2 separate regions of the Danio rerio genome follow, and region 1 is linked to region 2. Evidence: chromatin contacts called from public Hi-C data. All regions are on one chromosome and are shown on one strand. Each heading gives the region's core, a stretch centred on a gene start, on an enhancer-like site or on the middle of the called end of the contact. The rest is flanking DNA. Distances are from core to core; before and after follow the strand shown. Region 1 holds the start of grin2bb (glutamate receptor, ionotropic, N-methyl D-aspartate 2B, genome duplicate b). Region 2 overlaps grin2bb (glutamate receptor, ionotropic, N-methyl D-aspartate 2B, genome duplicate b).

What was found. Hi-C and Micro-C count contacts between places; a contact is called where the count stands out from the background.
Region 1: a Hi-C map of embryo shows a contact between it and region 2, with 2.5 times the contacts expected there. The contact joins the promoter of grin2bb here to the enhancer-like site in region 2. A contact is called at or near these places in 4 of 18 Hi-C or Micro-C datasets (embryo, hematopoietic stem cells, skeletal muscle and 1 more) and 1 of 4 datasets of contacts at active chromatin or transcription factors (caudal fin).

Annotation. Positions count from the first base shown.
Region 1 is chr1:48,834,199-48,839,611 of GRCz12tu, reverse strand. It overlaps grin2bb (glutamate receptor, ionotropic, N-methyl D-aspartate 2B, genome duplicate b), which reads left to right and starts at 3,579. Exons shown (of 15, transcript NM_001128337.2): 1 at 3,579-3,729. The coding sequence starts at 3,703.
Region 2 is chr1:48,657,867-48,663,920 of GRCz12tu, reverse strand. grin2bb (glutamate receptor, ionotropic, N-methyl D-aspartate 2B, genome duplicate b) reads left to right here. Exons shown (of 15, transcript NM_001128337.2): 15 at 2,848-5,503. The coding sequence ends at 5,325. All of the region lies in intron 1 of LOC141386248 (a long non-coding RNA gene), which reads right to left. Among named protein-coding and RNA genes, the nearest start is that of si:ch211-243a20.3, 27 kb to the right of the region's middle. Within about 2 kb of position 1,965, at least 5 of the 62 cell types and tissues checked have an H3K27ac peak or open chromatin away from gene starts, as enhancers often do.

The sequences.
Region 1 (5,413 bases), core at 2,330-4,829, 170 kb before region 2:
TGATTGTGGATCTTGATCTTTCTTCTTTAACCCTGAAAAGTTTGAAAAAGAGACTTTTATAAACTTTTTAAATAGTTTAAAATGAGTTATTGCCTGGGTTGGTGTTGTATATTACAGTGCAAAAGCCTTGTTTCTCTACAACAGCTTTATTTCTCTATATATTATTTCTTATACATTATATGTACAACTACAAAAATGTCAATAAAAGTCACTTTGTTCAACTGTAGAGTTGAATTTTCAACACCCAAAGTCAAACAGATCAGAGTCGACCTCCCATAATGCAATTTACAACCGTAAATAAATGGAAAACACTTTTACAGACTTGTTTACAGGGGAGTCAATAATTAGAGCTAAAATGTTTAATGTTCTTCTAGGTGTAACTTATGCGCTCCATCTCAAAATCAAATTGCAATATGGTTGCTGCTTCAATCCATATTACACCTTGTCTGAACTGGAATTAAGAAGACATTCTCATCCTTTTTCTTTCTTTCTCTCTGTCAATTGTGCAGTAATCCTGCAGAGGGACCCCTCTCATTCTTCTTTTCTTTGGCTCACTCCTACTCCACAGCGCTCTGTCCATAAGGGAGGGGTGCAAGAGAGAGCGTGAGTGAGTGAGTGAGTGAGTGAGAGAGCACAGACTCGAGGTGTGGAATTCTTGGGCAGACATCGCAACCATTACACCTCTTCCTACTGTTCTGCCTCAGTCACTGTCTGTGGAAAAGGGCTATTATTTATTGCAAACGGAGGACTCCTTCAACAGAAGCCAAAAGAAAGGGGGAGAAAGAGTGGAAAAAAGAGTGAGAGAGATAAGAAAGAGAAAGAGAAGAACTAAAGCAACAACTGGACAGCCGGAGCAAACTGACTGCTCTCCCTGTTTAAAAGAAAGGAAGGAAAACGGAAGGCACTGGAGTATTTGTTTTTTTCTTTCGTTTTGTTTTTTTCTTCTTTCTCATCGTGGTGCTGGGAGGCACATCATCCTTTCAGTTGTTCGCTCTCTCCATCATTTGCCTCCTGATCTATTTCTCCATTTATTTGGTGTATAATTTTGTCTATTTATGACGAGGCAGGGGCGAAGAGAAAGAAGGGGCAAGTTTTTTTCTTTTATTTACTCTCGTTTTTGACTATTTATGACCCCCTTCATTCCCTCACCTGTCTCTCCTTCCCTCAGATCATCCCCTTATCCCTCCATCCCTCCCTCCATCCTTTCATCTGGAAAGTGTGATGCTCCCTGAATGAAAGTTGGTTGGAATTGCGAAAGGAACTCACAAGCCATCTCCTTATCGTTTTTTTTAAATTCGTTTTCTTTCTCTTTCTGTCTTTTTTTTCAAACAGTTCTTTTGATCCTCCACCATCTACCCTCACGTATCACTCTTTTTTTCCCTGGATGCTTTAATATTCTTCTAGGTAGGTTTGACGGCTTGTTTAGTGTCTGTCCGGTCTGTTTGTCTGTGTGTGTGTGTACTTGTGTGTTCCTATTTTTACATGTACATAAAACACACATCAACACACACATACACATACACACACCGTCATTAAACGAATGGACAGTCAGGTGTCAGGAATTAAAAATCACTTCTCCATGGCCATTTTCTCCCTTCTCCAAACGTGTCCATCTTCCACTGTCACCTACAAATAGGAAAACATTTGTTCTCTCTTTCTTTTGTAACACACACTAAACACATAAACACACTATCATGCACATCTGGTCTTGAGCTGCCCGTTCAGAAACATTCTCCATTCATCTCCAGTGCAAGCATTGGTGTCTTTTATTTGTTCGAGAAACGGTTGCAGACACATTTCAGATGAGCTTCTGCTTCGGTTCTTTGCCTGAGATGGGTGAGGTTGGCGTCACTGCCTCATTCTCTCTTTATGGACACATTTCCAACTTGTGATTTGTGTTGTCGACAGCCTCCTCTGAGCTGTTGAATCATGAAACCTGAATTGTGAACAATAAATTGGTCTTTGCTCAAAAAATTGATTAGGTTTTAGTGCAGCAGTCATTTTTTGTTTCACCTCCTTGCCAGCTTGAGTCCATTTGCGCTGTTATGGTCACTCCTTCGTTTTATTGAGTGTTTAATTTTCTTCTGTCACTCGCCTCGGTTTTATCTGCTCATCCTTTCCTTTTTCGGACAGGCTGTCATCGCATCTCTTTTTTTCTTATCACCACCTCTTGATTTATTTGGAGCATCTGTTATTTTAGCTGTTGTACATGACCACTGTATGACTTCAAGCTCATTAGAGAATGAAAACTTTTCACTCCCCACTGTAAGTTATGTATACCTCCTAAATGATCCTTTTTAAATCAGTTTTACACATCATTTGATACATTTCGTGACAGAATTATTATTATTTTTTATTGATATTCTTTCGATTTATTTCATGTAATATGTTTTATTACCTCTGAATATGGAAATTAAATAAAATTAAAAAATGTTGTCAGTTATTTAAGTTTATGAAGGGGATGGTGATCCAAGAACTTCATATGGAAAGAAATCAGAGCATCTCCTTTTTTCATTCATGCTGATGTTTTATTTTCTGTGCATCACTTTTAAGCTGACGCTAACTTTTTTGTGATTGCTTCTATGTAATCTCCTGAAATTCAGCTTCAGATGTTTTATGGAAATTTCTTTAGACATCTTAAATCCATCATCACCATTTTTTCTCTTGAATGAACTTATAAGACTTTTTTTTTTTTTCTTACAAACAAACCTATTATTGGGTGAAACGGATATATCAAAGGAAGGTCAACCATCTTGTCTTGTTTTTGAATGCTTGCACTCGCCCTCTGTCTTGTGTATCATGTTTTTGTAACATTACCCAAATAATGATGAAATGCCACAGGACAGTTAGACTGGTAAGTAACATGACTAAATATCACACATAAATATATTAGTATGCATTTGTAAGTGTGTCCCTGTTTTTGTCAAACACCTGTCCCCTCTGTGCTCCAAAATAGTTAAGCATTTATTATATTAGATCAATTGAAATATTTGAACAAAAGGGAAAAAAAGATCTCATTTAGTTATTTAAAGTCATCAAATTAGACCTTTAAAGTCATTAGACTGAAAATCTGACAATACTTCTGTTTTTTCTGTTTCTATAGTGTCATGAGAAGGACTCGGTCCTGAAGGACTTATATGGATACCTGAACCAATGACAATATAAGACCAGACAGCACTTCTACAAGCCTCTCACTACTGGATTCTGCTGGACATCGAGATACTCCAGAGTTTGTGGACTTGTTTACAGATGAAAATGAACTTTTAGTCTAACCAAGAAACTCTTTATCTTCTTCTCTTTTTTCATTTTATATTACATTTTGTAGGCCTATCTTTGTCCTGGTTCATTTTCAACTTTAATATCCATTTCTTAGATTTGATATAAGACTTTTAACTTTTCTTGAGTGACTGAACATCATTCGCATAGCTCAAACCTTACTTGTCTTTAATTTTGTCTTCATTTCTGAGCCAGGCATCTTCCCTACTTTTCTTGAGTGACATTTCTTGATAGTTTTGATTCAGTGTAGCCTGTGCTCAGCCATCCAGCCTGGAGTTTACTTTTGTCCACGGTCTTTACACCACCCCTACTTTTTCTTACCAATCCTTCAAACTACTTCAGCGGTCAGTAACACCTTCATCCAGGGCTATGAGAGGACGAGACAAGACCCAGCTCACATCATCATGCAGGAGTTGAGGAGAGACAATGGGAGTTGGGCTGGCAATGTTCAAGGTAAGAAATGAGCTTTGCTTTACTTTCTTCTCTATTGTTTTTTTTTTTCTCCGGCTATGTTGTTAATTAAATTATTGGCGTTACTCAGCAAACACTTTTGTGTTTAATAGATGTCTAATAGACATCTAAATGTAGACAGTTTGACTAAAACAAGGCTAAACTTGATCTGTCAGTGAAAATATGATAGACATCAAAGAATAGCCCAAAACTAGACTTGTCAAACTGACAGATCATACAGACCCTATATGTGTAGTCATTCATTTCTGTTTATTTAATGACTAGTCTAGTCTTGGCCTATTCTTAGACATCTATTAGATTTTTACTGACAGCCAAAATTTAGTCTTGTTTTAGACTATGTTTATATGTCTATTAGACATCTTTTAAAAAAAAATGCTTGCTGGGTATAAGGCCTATTACAACTTAGTGAATAATATGCAAAAAAAAATAAAATAAAAAAGATTTTAAAAGAAATCAATGCTTTTATCCAGCAAATGTGCACATGAATCCTGAAAACAAATCAGGACAAAAATTTATTTCCAGCATTGATAATTATAAGAAATGTTACCTTGTGGCAGTAAATGCTGAAGTAATTGTGCAGAAAATTGAGCCTGAATCAAAGGAATTACCACTGTAAAAAAATTCTGGGTTCCACACAATCAATTTGTGTTAAGACAACATGAAGGAATTAAGGTAATCTATTAGTTTTTTTTTTTTTTTGCAAATTAAAGTGGATTTAACATAAAACAATTAAGTTGTCCCAACAAAATCTCAATAATTGTGTTGTTTCAACCCATTTAAAAAAGTTACTACAAATATTTTTTGAGTGAATAATATTTTGGGCTGCATGGTGGAGCAGTGGGTAGCAGGTTTGCCTCACAGCAAGAAGGTAGAGTTTGCATGTTCTCCCCATGTTGGCGTGGGTATCCTCCCAGGTGCTCTGGTTTCCCCACAACTCCAAAAACATGTGAATTGGGTAGGCTAAATTGTCCGTAGTTTATGTGTGTGAATGATGTGCAAGGATGTTTCCCAGTGATGGGTTGTGGCTGGAAGGGCATCTGCTACGTAATGCATATGCTGGATAAGTTGGCGGTTCATTTTGCTGTGGTGACCCCAGATTAATAAAGGCACTAAGCCGAAAAGAAAATGAACAAACAAATGACATTTTAAAATATATTAATATAGTATAGATTTTTTTTTATTAAAAATAATAATTCACAATTGTAAATGTTTTCTCACCTCCATTAAAAGGCCATTAATGAGAACAAATTGTGTCTATAGTAACAAAATCGACCAGAAGGGCCTAAATTTACCATGATAAGAAAGAAAGAAAGAAAGAAAGAAAGAAAGAAATAAGTGTACATGCAAATAAGAAAGAAAGAAAGAAAGAAAGAAAGAAATAAGTGTACATGCAAATAAGAAAGAAAGAAAGAAAGAAAGAAGTGCACATGCAAATAAGAAAGAAAGAAAGAAGTGTACATGCAAATAGGAAAGAAAGAAAAAAGTGTACATGCAAATCAGAAAGAAAGAAAGAAAGAGAGAAAGAAAGAAAAAAGTGTACATCCAAATTAGAAAGAAAGAAAGAAGTGTACATGCAAATAGGAAAGAAAGAAGTGTACATGCAAATAGGAAAGAAAGAAGTATACAAGCAAATAGGAAAGAAAGAAAGAAGTGTACATGCAAATAA
Region 2 (6,054 bases), core at 716-3,215:
CAGCCCATAATAACAATGTGAAAAAATATTTCTCTAAATTGTTGGAAATTTATTAAAAATAAAAAAACTGAAAGATCACATGTACAGAAGTATTCACAGCCTTTGCTCAATACTTTGTTGATGCACCTTCGGCAGCAGTTACAGTGTCAAGTCTTTTTGAGTTTGATGCCAAAAGCTTGGCACACCAGTCTTTAGGAATTTTTACCAATTCCTCTTTGCAGTACCTCTCAAGCTCTATCAGGTTGGATGGGAAGTGATGATGTACAGCCATTTTCAGATCTCTCCAGGTATATTCAATAGGATTTAGGTCTGGGCTCTGGCTGGGCCACTCAAGGACATTCACAGAGTTGTTTGTAAGCTACTCCAATTATATTTTGGCGGTGTGCTTTGGGTCATTGTCCAGCTGGAAGATGAATCATCACCCCAGTCTAAGGTCAAGAGCACTCTGAAGCAGGTTTTCATTCAGGATGTCTCTGTACATTGCTGCATTCATCTTTCCCTTTATACTGACGAGTCTTCCAGTTCCTGCTGCTGAAAAACATCCCCACAGCATGATGCTGCCACCACCATGCTTCACTGTAGGGATGGTATTAGCCTGATGATGAGTGGTGCCTAGTTTTCTCCAAATGTAATGCCTGGCGTTCACTCCAAAGAGTTCAATTCAGTCTCATCAGACCAGAGAATTTGTTTCTTATGGTCTGAGAGTCCTTCAGATGCCTTTTGGCAAGTTCCAGGCGGGGAGTGGCTTCTGTCTGGCTACTCTACCATACAGGCCTGATTGGTGGATTGCTGTCCTTCTGTAAAGATCCAATCTCTCCACAGAAGTACGCTCAGACAGAGTGACCATCGGGTTATTGATCACCTCCCTGTCTAAGGCCCTCCTCCCCTGATCACTCACCTTAGATGGCCGGCCAGCTCTAGGAAGAGTCTTGGGGGTTCCAAAAATCTTCCACTTATAGATGATGGAGGCCACTATGCACATTGGAACTTTCAGAGCAGAAGAACATTTTTCTTTAACCTTCCCCAGCCTTGTGCCTCGAGACAATCCTGTCTCAGAGCTCTACAGACAATTCCTTTGTCTTCATGCTTGGTTTGTGCTTTGACATGCACTGTCAACCATGGGACCATATATAGACAGGTGTATGCCTTTTTAAATCATACTTAGAGCTTCACGGCAAAGGCTGTGAAAACTGCTGTACATGTGATTTTTCAGGTTTTTTATTTTTTAATAAATTTCCAACAACTTAAAAAAAATATTTTTTTCACATTGTCATTATAGGGTGTTGTGTTTAGAATTTGAGGAAATAAATGAATCCATTTTGGAATAAGGCTTTAACATAAAAAATGTGGAAAAAGTGTAGCGGTATAAATACTTTCCGGATGCACTGTACATGCAATTATGCTTAATTTAATTTTGATTTGTGGGTGGTACAGGCCAATACTTTTCAATCCCCATATTGTGCTTATGCAACATTTGGAAATCCAACCCTTGATCTTGAGCAAAAAGGCCAAAAGCAGCAGTCTCACGTTTTAGACACCGAGGCATCAAAACACGCCTCAAGTCATTTGGAGTGGTGCCATGACCCAGATAATGCCAGGGATGAACACACAGAGTGAATATCAGTTTATGTGACCAAATTAGCAAATGACTTAAACCTGGCTATACCCAAGTTATTCAGTCTTGTGGGGAAAACTAATACAATTTTGATCCGTTAGCCAGCAGGAATATGTTTATAACCAGATACAAGGAAACTGATTTCAAACTCAATATAATTCCTTATAAGATGTAGATGGATGTCGAAAGCACTGTTACTGTTGGGCGAGTAAAAAGAATGCAAAGCGAATAGAGGCGAAAAGAGGCAACAGACAAAAATGAAGAGAAAGGCACCCCTCAAGAGAAAGCAGGAAAGAGAAAGAGAAATAAGATAACACTGAATGGAGAATATGTTCCAGCCCAATCGGATTGAAGGGTCAGGAGATGAATGAGAATAAGAGTCACACTGGGAAGGATGACCTGTGTTAAAAAAAGACAGAAGGTAGAGGAGATAAGAGGAGATAAAGAGAAGAGGGAAAAAAAAATACACAGGAGTGGATAGACACTAAGCGTGACTAAGAGCGAGACAGGAAACATTTCTGACATGTTGCCTCACCGGAGGGACCGATCGCCAGTAGAAGAGTAACCTTTAGCCTTTGAAATGTTTTAAGGAGAATTCTGCTTGTTCCACGTGCGTTTCATGCATTAATTGTAATAAAAATGTTTTTATGGTTGATGTTATTTAAATAACTTTAAAAGACATTACAATATTTAAAAGACAATGAAGTATTTCTTACAATGACACATTAGCCATATTACGCAATTAATTTGTCATGGCAGTCATGAAGGGGAGAGACAGAGAAGTAGACAGTGGTGGCAGCTGAATTTTAATCGCATTGATTGAGACACTGATAGGCAGTCAAAACCACAGAGTTACTGCAACCCTGTCACCATGTCATCATCAATCACAACCTCTTTCACCCCTGCCGTTTCTCTTTCTTGAACAAATTCTATTTTCCTCTCTCTCCTTTCAACTCTTTCTGTCTCCTTCATTTTCCTTTTTCTCCTCTTGTATATATGTCAGAGGATTAAAGACAGTGATGAACAAACTGTTGATGTTAAACATGGCTTGTTAAAGAAAATCCCTAGAAATGAAAGGTTGGCCTTGAAAGGTTTGATTTGAACCTTTCATCATAATTGTGAACGTTTGGTGTTAATTATACATTTCATTAAATGGTGATCTAATCCCACATTGTTTGTTCCTTCTCTTTTCCTTTGTTTTTGCTTTTGTTTTATTTTTTTCTGTCCATTAGGGGATCTACAGTTGCATCCACGGTGTTCAGATTGAAGAGAATAAATCAGCTCTTAACTCACCATCAGCCACTATGAAGATGAACATGAACAACACCCACTCCAACATTCTCCGCTTGTTGCGTACTGCCAAAAACATGACCTCTGTGCCTGGGGTCAATGGTTCACCCCACAGCGCATTGGACTACAGCCACCGTGAATCAGCCGTTTATGACATCAGCGAACACCGGCGCAGCCTAGCAGGCCACTCAGACTGCAAGCCTCCACCGTATCTACCAGAGGACAACATGTTCAGCGACTATGTAAGCGAGGTGGAGAGGACTTTTGGGAACTTGCACCTGAAGGACAGCAACCTGTACCAGGATCATTACCTACACCACCATGGGGGATCTGAACTGGCTCTCGGTATGTCGGGTCCCCTGCCTAACCGACCTCGTAGCTTAGGGAGTGCCAGCTCATTGGAGGGTGGGTACGATTGTGACAGTTTAGGGGGAGGGGTAGCGCCCATCTTTACCACCCAGCCACGGCAGTCGCTGACACATCGGAACAGGGAAAAGTTTGACCTGATTGCAGGTCACCCAACCCAGTCAAGCTTCAAGTCTGGCCTGCCTGATCTATATGGAAAGTTCTCCTTCAAGGGTGGGGCATCCAGTTCAGGGTTTATTGCAGGACATGACAGGTACTGCGGGGGAGGTGGGGTGGGATCGGGAGGGGACGATGGAAACATTCGATCCGACGTGTCAGATATTTCCACTCACACTGTGACCTACGGGAACCTTGAAGGGCACAGCAAACGGCGCAAGCAGTACAGGGACAGCCTAAAAAAGAGACCCGCTTCTGCCAAGTCTCGCCGTGAACAGGATGAAATTGAGCTTGGCTTCAGGAGACGTCCCCACCACACTATCCATCATCATCACCACCATCATCCAGCAACACAAGCACACCGCTCAGCCACCCCTCCTGTGGAGCGCAAGAGCCAGAGAGGTGGTAACTGCACCTCCTATCTGTTCAGAGACAAAGAGAATTTGAGGGACTTTTATGTAGACCAGTTTCGAGCCAAGGAAGGCGCATCCCCATGGGATTTGGATTTAAGTGATGCTCCTGGAATGGGTGGAGGAGTGGGACTGGGCGGAGGCAGCTGCGGTGGAGTAGTTAGTAGCGGTGGTGCTGGGGGAGCATGCACTAGTTTGGTTCCCATGGAAGATTTCCTGAAAGGTAAATCCAAGAAGACAGAATGTAAGGGTGGAATGGGAGGAGGATCACCTGGGCAACAGGGCCATGCATGCTGGGAAAAGGGCATCGGAGGGGTGGGAGGGTTGGCCGGCGGGGATTGGGAATGTCGCAGTTGCCACAGTGGAGGAGTTGGAAGTGGAGGAAGCAAGCCAGTTTGCATGCATGGGGGAGGCGGGGCCGGTGGGTATCCAGCGGCTGGGGGAGTTGGGGGATCCAGTGGAGGGAGTGGACAAATCTCAAGCCGCCCTAGTTCAGCCACCTGCAAGCGATGTGATTCGTGCAAGAAACCGGGCAACTTGTATGACATTAGTGAGGACAACCTCCTCCTGGATCAAATTGCGGGCAAGCACCCTCTGGAGAGCGGAAAGGGAGGGGGAGGCACAGGTGCCCAAACCCAGGTACAGAGGCGGAAATTTGGCCCAGGTGGTAAGGTTTTGCGCAGGCAGCACTCTTATGACACATTTGTAGAACTACAGAAGGAAGGGGCGGGCAGGATGGGTGGGTTTGGAGGCGGTGGTGGAGCATCAATGCTTCCTCCACCCCGAAGCGTGAGCCTAAAAGACAAAGACCGCTACATGGAGGGCGCGAGCCCCTACGCCCAGATGTTTGAGCAGTATGCGGGAGGGGAGCGGGAGACATCATATTTTGGGGACAGAGGGAAGGGTGGGGGTTCATCATTTAGCTTATTCCGTGGGGGTGAAGGTGGGTTGCACCGTCGCTCCGTGGGTGAGAGAGACATGAGGGACAGGGATAGAGGCATGATGGGAGGAGGTGTGGGCGGTACCCGAGGGGTCGGGACTTACTCCTTGTCTAAATCTCTCTACCCAGATAAGGTGAACCAGAACCCATTCATCCCAACCTTCGGCGACGACCAGTGTCTATTACACGGTGCCAAATCTTACTACATCAAAAAGCAGCAGGCACAGCCGCAGCAGCAACAGACGCCGCAGCAGCAGCAGCAACAGCTCCTCAACAACAGTCGGGCTGACTTCCGGGGCTCCATGGGGGTGACTTCCTATTTGCCAGCCTCTGCAACTTCTGGGGTGCTTTCCAATGTGGCCCCTCGGTTCCCCAAGGAGTTATGTCTAGGTGGGCCTCTTGGCAACCACCACGGAGGAGGACCTAGCAACAACAAGCTGCTGTCAGCAAGGGATGGGTTAGGAATGGGTCAAGGACAGAGACCGTTTAATGGCTCGAGCAATGGACATGTTTACGAAAAGCTTTCCAGTATAGAATCTGATGTCTGAAGAGGATAGGCAGAAACAGACAGAAATTTGGAAAAGAAGCCAACGGACATACAGAACGATGATTGAGAGAAAACTGGAACGGCAGTGTGTAATTAGTATCTTCAGGCTCACAAAAAGAAGAGGAAACCGTGTGTGAGGAACTGACTTATGCTTTCATGAAGTTACACGGATCATGCGCTGCCAAGCACACGTATGTAAATAGAGCGAGGGGACCTGCCCACTGTCGAAAAAGTTGAGATTTGGGGAAAAAGCCTGTTCATTCCTCTCTTTTATTCTTGTTATTTTTTCTCTCTTTTTTGTTCTTTTTTTTGTATATCTCACAATTTCCCTGCTCCTAACATCAAATAGTGGCCAATTCAGATGGAGACAACAGTGTACAATAATTTGTACGATCTCGGATGGAAATCAGTTACTCTTTTTTAAACAACAGGGTAAAACTTACAATAATTGTATTAATAATGTTCTTGATAATAATATTATTATATATTATTACAATGTTTATGATGTTCCATTTGGGCTTGGTTTCTGGATGTTTTATGCTGTTATATATTTGTACTGTAGTTTCAGTTCTTAGTTACAAACCACTAAGCGGGAGGCTTACTTGATTTCTCAGTTGAACATATTTGATTGTTAATCGAGTTGTAGACAAACTTGGATTCCATAAAGGTTCTTAATTATTGGTTATTCAAGTTTATTTTACCAGTATGGAGTGCTGTAACGTGTGTACAA